2 separate regions of the Mus musculus genome follow, and region 2 is linked to region 1. Evidence: chromatin contacts called from public Hi-C data. All regions are on one chromosome and are shown on one strand. Each heading gives the region's core, a stretch centred on a gene start, on an enhancer-like site or on the middle of the called end of the contact. The rest is flanking DNA. Distances are from core to core; before and after follow the strand shown. Region 1 overlaps Mctp1 (multiple C2 domains, transmembrane 1). Region 2 has its middle 270 kb from the start of Arrdc3.

Region 1 (2,961 bases), core at 230-2,729:
ATTAACATTTCAAATTTTATCCCTTTTCCTCATTTCCACTTGTAAAGCCTTCCTACCCTCCACCGCCTGCTCACTAACCTACCCACTTCTGCTTCCTTGTCCTGGAATTCCCCTACACTGGAGCATCGAGCCTTCACAAGACCAAGGGTCTCTCCTCCCATTGATGACCGACTAGGCCAGCCTCTGCTGCATATGTAGCTGGAGCCATGAGTCCCATCAAGTGTACACTTTGATTGGTAGTTTAGTCCCTAGGAGCTCTGGGGTACTGGTTAGTTCATATTGTTGTTCCTCCTATGGGGCTGCCAACCCCTTCAGCTCCTTAGGTCCTTTCTCTAGCTCCTTCATTGGGGACCCTGTGCTATGTCCAATGGATGACTGTGTGCATCCATTTCTGTAACAAATATAATCTTAAGATAGTAAATAATGGCAATACCTTCATGTATTTCCTTTAGCTATAAATTATTTTACTCTCTTCTTTTATCTGCTCCATTAGGTGGAATGATGTATATTTTAAAGGCTGCATATATTCTCTTCTTCCATCATAGATTTTAACTAATGATCATAAAATGAAGACAATGCTTATTGGACACTGTCAGCATAATTACATGACAATGGCAACTACAGGTCCATGTTGCTAAAACTCATACTGCTACAATGCCATGGGGGAAACAAGCTGGCGTCCCCATTCAACAAGACAACAGGATTTGGAAAAACATTTGACACAACAACTACATGCATTTTGTACAATTTGCTAAATGAACACACTGGTTATTTTTTAAGGAGAGTGTATTATTTAAAGGCTGTTTTACATATAATATTGTATATACGATATATATTATATATATTATATCTATGTATACCTGCATGCTACTAATGTCTCCAACTGGCCATAATAGCTTTCAGGATCTGACTTGATTTTTCTCTTCTACAGCCTGCTTTTTTATTTTCTTTTTCAGAATAGACCCATAATGTTTAGGGGACATACCAAGAATAATAAATCCCAATCTCTGCATATAATATACCTTCATGACACACTCAAGCTGGAAATCATAGGAACCAATAAAAACGTAGGCAGCTACTGATAATGAGGTCAGAAATACAAATAAATTTACTTTTAATGAAGACTGGAGGCACAGTAATCACAGTGTTCAAATTCATTTCATGCATATCTCATTTGCTTCGTAGCTGATATTTACCACGCAAGTCTGTGAGAAAGTAGAGACCTAAGATGCTCCAGATAAATGGCTCAATTAATTGTACAGAGGTAGACCTCTTTGAGCTGAGCCAGAGCTGTGAGCTCTTTATTAAAAGCACTATTCTGTAGCCCCTAACCTTGTTCCTTGACTCCTCTCTGGTTTCCAATTTAAACAAGTCCCCATGCGGCCTGCTCTAAAGGGCTTTGTCTCCCTGTCATTGTTAAGAGAGCAGAGGCATCCAGGAAGTGTGAAATCAGACCTCATGAGTTGAACGGTTCCCCAGGGAACGCTGGACTGCCGCAGAAGGTCAAAGTCATGGGCCGGACCGTCTAAAAGTGTCTGATCGCTGGTCTGTGACACAGCAAGTTGGGGGTGGGGGCTAGACTGAAGAGGACTGCAATTGAACACATCTTAATTAAAGCCCACAGACAGCAAAACAAAATGTTTTCTAGGCAGCCTGTCAAATGGGGCTTAAATTTAGCTCTGCTAATGAATCTGAGCTGCTCACTGTTATTTTGTAAGATAATAAGACTCTCATCTCAGAGGCCGATTTAAAAAAAAAATCTGTAGCGTGTCTTTTTATGCTGTTTTGTTACTTAAATATTTTTCAACAATGAAGACAGTTTTCCAAAAGGAAAACATGGAAAAAAGTATATGCAAATAAAGGGGGCACTAAACATTTCTTTTTAATAACTACTTGTTTTCTAGACTATGAGGCTGATATGCTACAAGTCTTTTATGAACAGCTTAGTTTAGGGAGAAATGTTCAATTAATGGGACAATTTTAATGACTATGAATCATAACCCCCCCTTCTATTACTTTCTGAAAGAAATGGTACATTCATTTTCAAAGTCAGTTCACCTGGGATAGGACAGTTTGTGTGGGCACCCTTTAACACAGTGGCAAGGCAGAGCAGCTTCTCAAAGGTTCCCAGTTCCCCGTATCACTGTTTCTGAAGCTGACCAGCTGGTCTCCCTGGAGAGGCTGTGACCTCTTCCTCAGGAGAAAAAAAACAAAACCCACAAACGATAACAACCAAACCTCCTACAACCCTGGTAAAATGAGGAGGGGGTGTGGAACCACCACAGCCCAGGGCAAAGCTGAGAGAAGGGCTGCTGAGCAGAACTCACAATCTGGAGAAAGTGGGAGCAAGGGCTGAGAAAGAGAACTCTCCTCTTCCTTTTGAAACTTGAAAGAACTCATCATCGGTTTAAAGATAACTCACTAAATTTTCTTCAAAGAAAGTCTCACTCAATACAGAAGAAATGAACAAGTAGAAATTAGGCTCCTCTCTCTCTCTCTCTCTCTCTCTCTCTCTCTCTCTCTCTCTCTCTCTCTCTCTCTCTCACACACACACACACACACACACACACACACACACACACATACACACTCCTCAGTTGGTCTTTCTGGTCCCATAATCTGGCCAGTTTTAGGGAACATGTGATTTCATGCTGGAAAGATTATTCCCCAGTGAACAGGACCAGTCAGCCCCTAGTTTTGCTTTGATGGTACAGAGAAACAGGAACCTTTCTCTGGGCAGCTGACTTGAGGACATTGTACTTAGAAGTATTTTCAGTTACTCAAACATTTTCCCTTAAAAGAATTTAGTGCATCAAAGTTTCAAACCTTAGTGCCACTTTCTCAGGCTGTGAAAGGCTGTCCACAATTTGACTGAAATTTCAATCCACTCCTGTGCTGTGCTCAATGTGTGCATATGTGTGGGAGTTGTAAATTGAGGCCTTAACCACCAGAGTTAATCTC
Region 2 (2,805 bases), core at 304-2,803, 3.8 Mb before region 1:
TGGAGAAGAAATTTTGACTGTTTCTGTTTTATGATATTGTCCCTCATATGATACCTTTTCATCTTAGATTTTTACAAGAGTTGCATAAAATAATGGCATTAAAGATAGAAATTTCAAAATTTCTAGTGTGCCAATTCTTAATTCCATCCTAACACAAAATATCTGACCAAAATTTCCATTTACTATGTAATAAATCCATTTTCCTTCAAAGTATATTGTGAATGTGAAAATGAAAATAGACATTTATATGCAGCCTGAGCTAGAAAAGGTGCTGATGCTATAATTAATATTGCACCATAATATCTTTTTAATCTATCATACTGCCTTTTGCCCTTTATGTTATGTCAGAAAAGAGTGTAATGAATGAGTGTGTCGGTGGCTATCAGCTCGGATTTGGTGAAAAGTGCAGCAACATGACATTTAATGTGATTAAGCCAGATATAGATTCAAGTTTATTGGCTTTCACACAATCGAATATATAGCCGATGACGATAAAAACTTCAGCTCTTTAAGAAGGCAATTTCTTGAATTTATTTTAAAACTCAATTTGAATAAAGGACATTTGATTTCATGATTCTCAGCCTCTGTCATGCTTGCTATGGTGGCAAACACAGTCAAACGCCAGAATAGCCAACATCTTAGGAGAAAAACTAGGGTTTATTATTAAATCAGAGAAGAATTGGCATGAATCTGACTTGAGACAGCTGCTTGCAGGATTAGTGTAGAATGTCTTTTCAAGTCCTAAGAATATTTTTCTTTCCTTTTTATATCAGAAGGGGGTGCTAGTGGTCCATTTTTAATAACAGCAGACCATTTCTTTTGTTATGCAACATTTGATAATAAATAAATATTATTTTCTGTTTAATGTTGAGATAATTGCATGAAAAATTAAGATTGTAACTATTTATTATTAAAAAGTTAAATAATTAAAAGTTTGTAGGCAAATATAATTTTTATGTCTCTTTTCATTTAAGGATGTAGCGCAAAATTAGGAAGTTCTGTTGTAGCCCAACTACAGTGTCAGTTCTTGTTATTTAATGCTCATGCTAATGATTATGCTGAATGGGTAAGGTAATTTTATGCACAGGCACACACACATGTATTTAGTGAAGTATATACATTTTAATATTTCACCAACCTGTAGTCAACACTCACACCAAAAGAACCTTGTTATTTATATAACTTGTTGGAGCAGTATTTATTTTCAACATGAATTGTGACTTAAACTGAATTAGCATAATCCATTATCTCGTAATTTCCAGTTTGATTAAATGTCTGGTGCGTGTGCACACTTAGTGGGGTGATTGGGCTTTGCATCCTTGCAGCTATTAAAAGACAAACTGTGAGTCTGTGGTTAGCTTGCTTCCAGGCTAGCGTCTCTTCGTCGGGATCATCTGCTTTGGTACTTGTGACTGGGTAATGTGGTATTATAATTCCACAGATAGCTTAATTGAGAATTTCAGATATATTCCAGAGATAGGGAAACCGTCTTCAGGCTGGGTATAGCAGGCAAGGACGGGGAGGAGGGCAGATGTAGGCTGGCAGCCTCCTTGCTTACAGACAGTACTTGTTCTGAATTTAGCAAGACTCCTTTTCTCCCTGCCCGGAGCTCTTCCATGTAAATGTTAAGATGTTGAGACATGCATTATGTTTTACATTTTCTGTTAAGTTTTGCAGAAAATCATATGGCTAAGTAGTCCTTGTATTATAATGGGAAAAGGTGTGAGGCAAAACCTTCCAAAAAATGAAACTCACTTGTCAGCTCAAATTTGACATGTTTTATTACATAGTAAAACCTGTCAGCTAAAATTTTAAAGATTTACACCTAAGTTGTGACTGAAAACAGGTAACTGTCCTTTCAAAACAGGTATCATGTGAATATACATGGAAATTTTGCGACTCGTGCTTGCAGAGCTAGCTAGTTTTCTTACAAAGTGAATTTTAAAATTTAAGTAACTTCCTGCTATTTAAAAAGTACAGAGATGTGGAAGCATAAAGTCTAGGTGCTTTGCATGTTCACAGACTCTAACGTTTATGTCTGAAGCTTGGTCAACTCACAGTTGCCTTTACAACCACTCAAGACCAAGGTGCCCTAGATTTAATGCAATGCTTCTTACTTAATGACAAAATGTAATCATATTTTACAGTATCCTCAATCATTAATAATTTATGGATAGTAAAGTGTTTAATTCAGAATTTTTTGTAATAGAAGATTCATATTTTTATTCTTTCAAAGCTGAAAATATTGTTCCGAGTTTCTGAAATTTAATTATTCAGTTTGAATATTTTTCCCAGAAGATAAAAAAGACTGTGGTTAGGAAGAAAATTATTCTTCTATGTAGGAACCCACACATTTTGTTTTCTTCAGTTTTAAATGACTGTTATTACTTTTTTTCTCCTCTGTAACCTGAATGAGAGATGGATTAAGATAAGAGGGGGGAATGTAGGGGACAAAAAGAAAGGGAGAAAAGAAAGGGAAAATGATGGAAGTGAAAGAAGCAAGAAGAAAGAAAGGATAAGAATCGAAGCAACAGGAGCCAGGAAAGGATGTGGCAGTTACAGAGAAAGGAGTTACGAAAGTAACCAAAGAGAAGCCCATCTAGGAGAGGTGCGTACGGTCTGATGCGCCTGCCGTGACAGGCTTCTAACTTAGAAAAGTGCGATCCTCGCAACAGCTTGAAGATAGCACATCTCAGAACTTTCAGAACAACACGATTTCAAGAAACTGTGTGACTCAGAGGGTACTTCTGGCATTGAGTTTGTGAAAAGGAGGTTTTGCTTTTGTATTGCTCCTCGAATATAAGA

Evidence for each region. A called contact is a pair of places that touch in the nucleus more often than the background predicts.
Region 2: a Hi-C map of cortical neurons shows a contact between it and region 1, with 5 times the contacts expected there. The contact joins two enhancer-like sites. A contact is called at or near these places in 1 of 39 promoter capture datasets (hippocampal neurons) and 3 of 484 Hi-C or Micro-C datasets (cerebral cortex, cortical neurons and cranial neural crest).

The regions. Positions count from the first base shown.
Region 1 is chr13:76,809,224-76,812,184 of GRCm38.p6, reverse strand. All of the region lies in intron 10 of Mctp1 (multiple C2 domains, transmembrane 1), which reads right to left. Among named protein-coding and RNA genes, the nearest start is that of Gm24519, 210 kb to the right of the region's middle. RefSeq lists an enhancer at 306-2,306. Within about 2 kb of position 1,479, at least 53 of the 459 cell types and tissues checked have an H3K27ac peak or open chromatin away from gene starts, as enhancers often do. A contact at or near this core is called in cortical neurons and hippocampal neurons, where this site is marked.
Region 2 is chr13:80,611,994-80,614,798 of GRCm38.p6, reverse strand. No RefSeq gene overlaps it. Among named protein-coding and RNA genes, the nearest start is that of Arrdc3, 270 kb to the left of the region's middle. Within about 2 kb of position 1,553, at least 10 of the 459 cell types and tissues checked have an H3K27ac peak or open chromatin away from gene starts, as enhancers often do. A contact at or near this core is called in cortical neurons and hippocampal neurons, where this site is marked.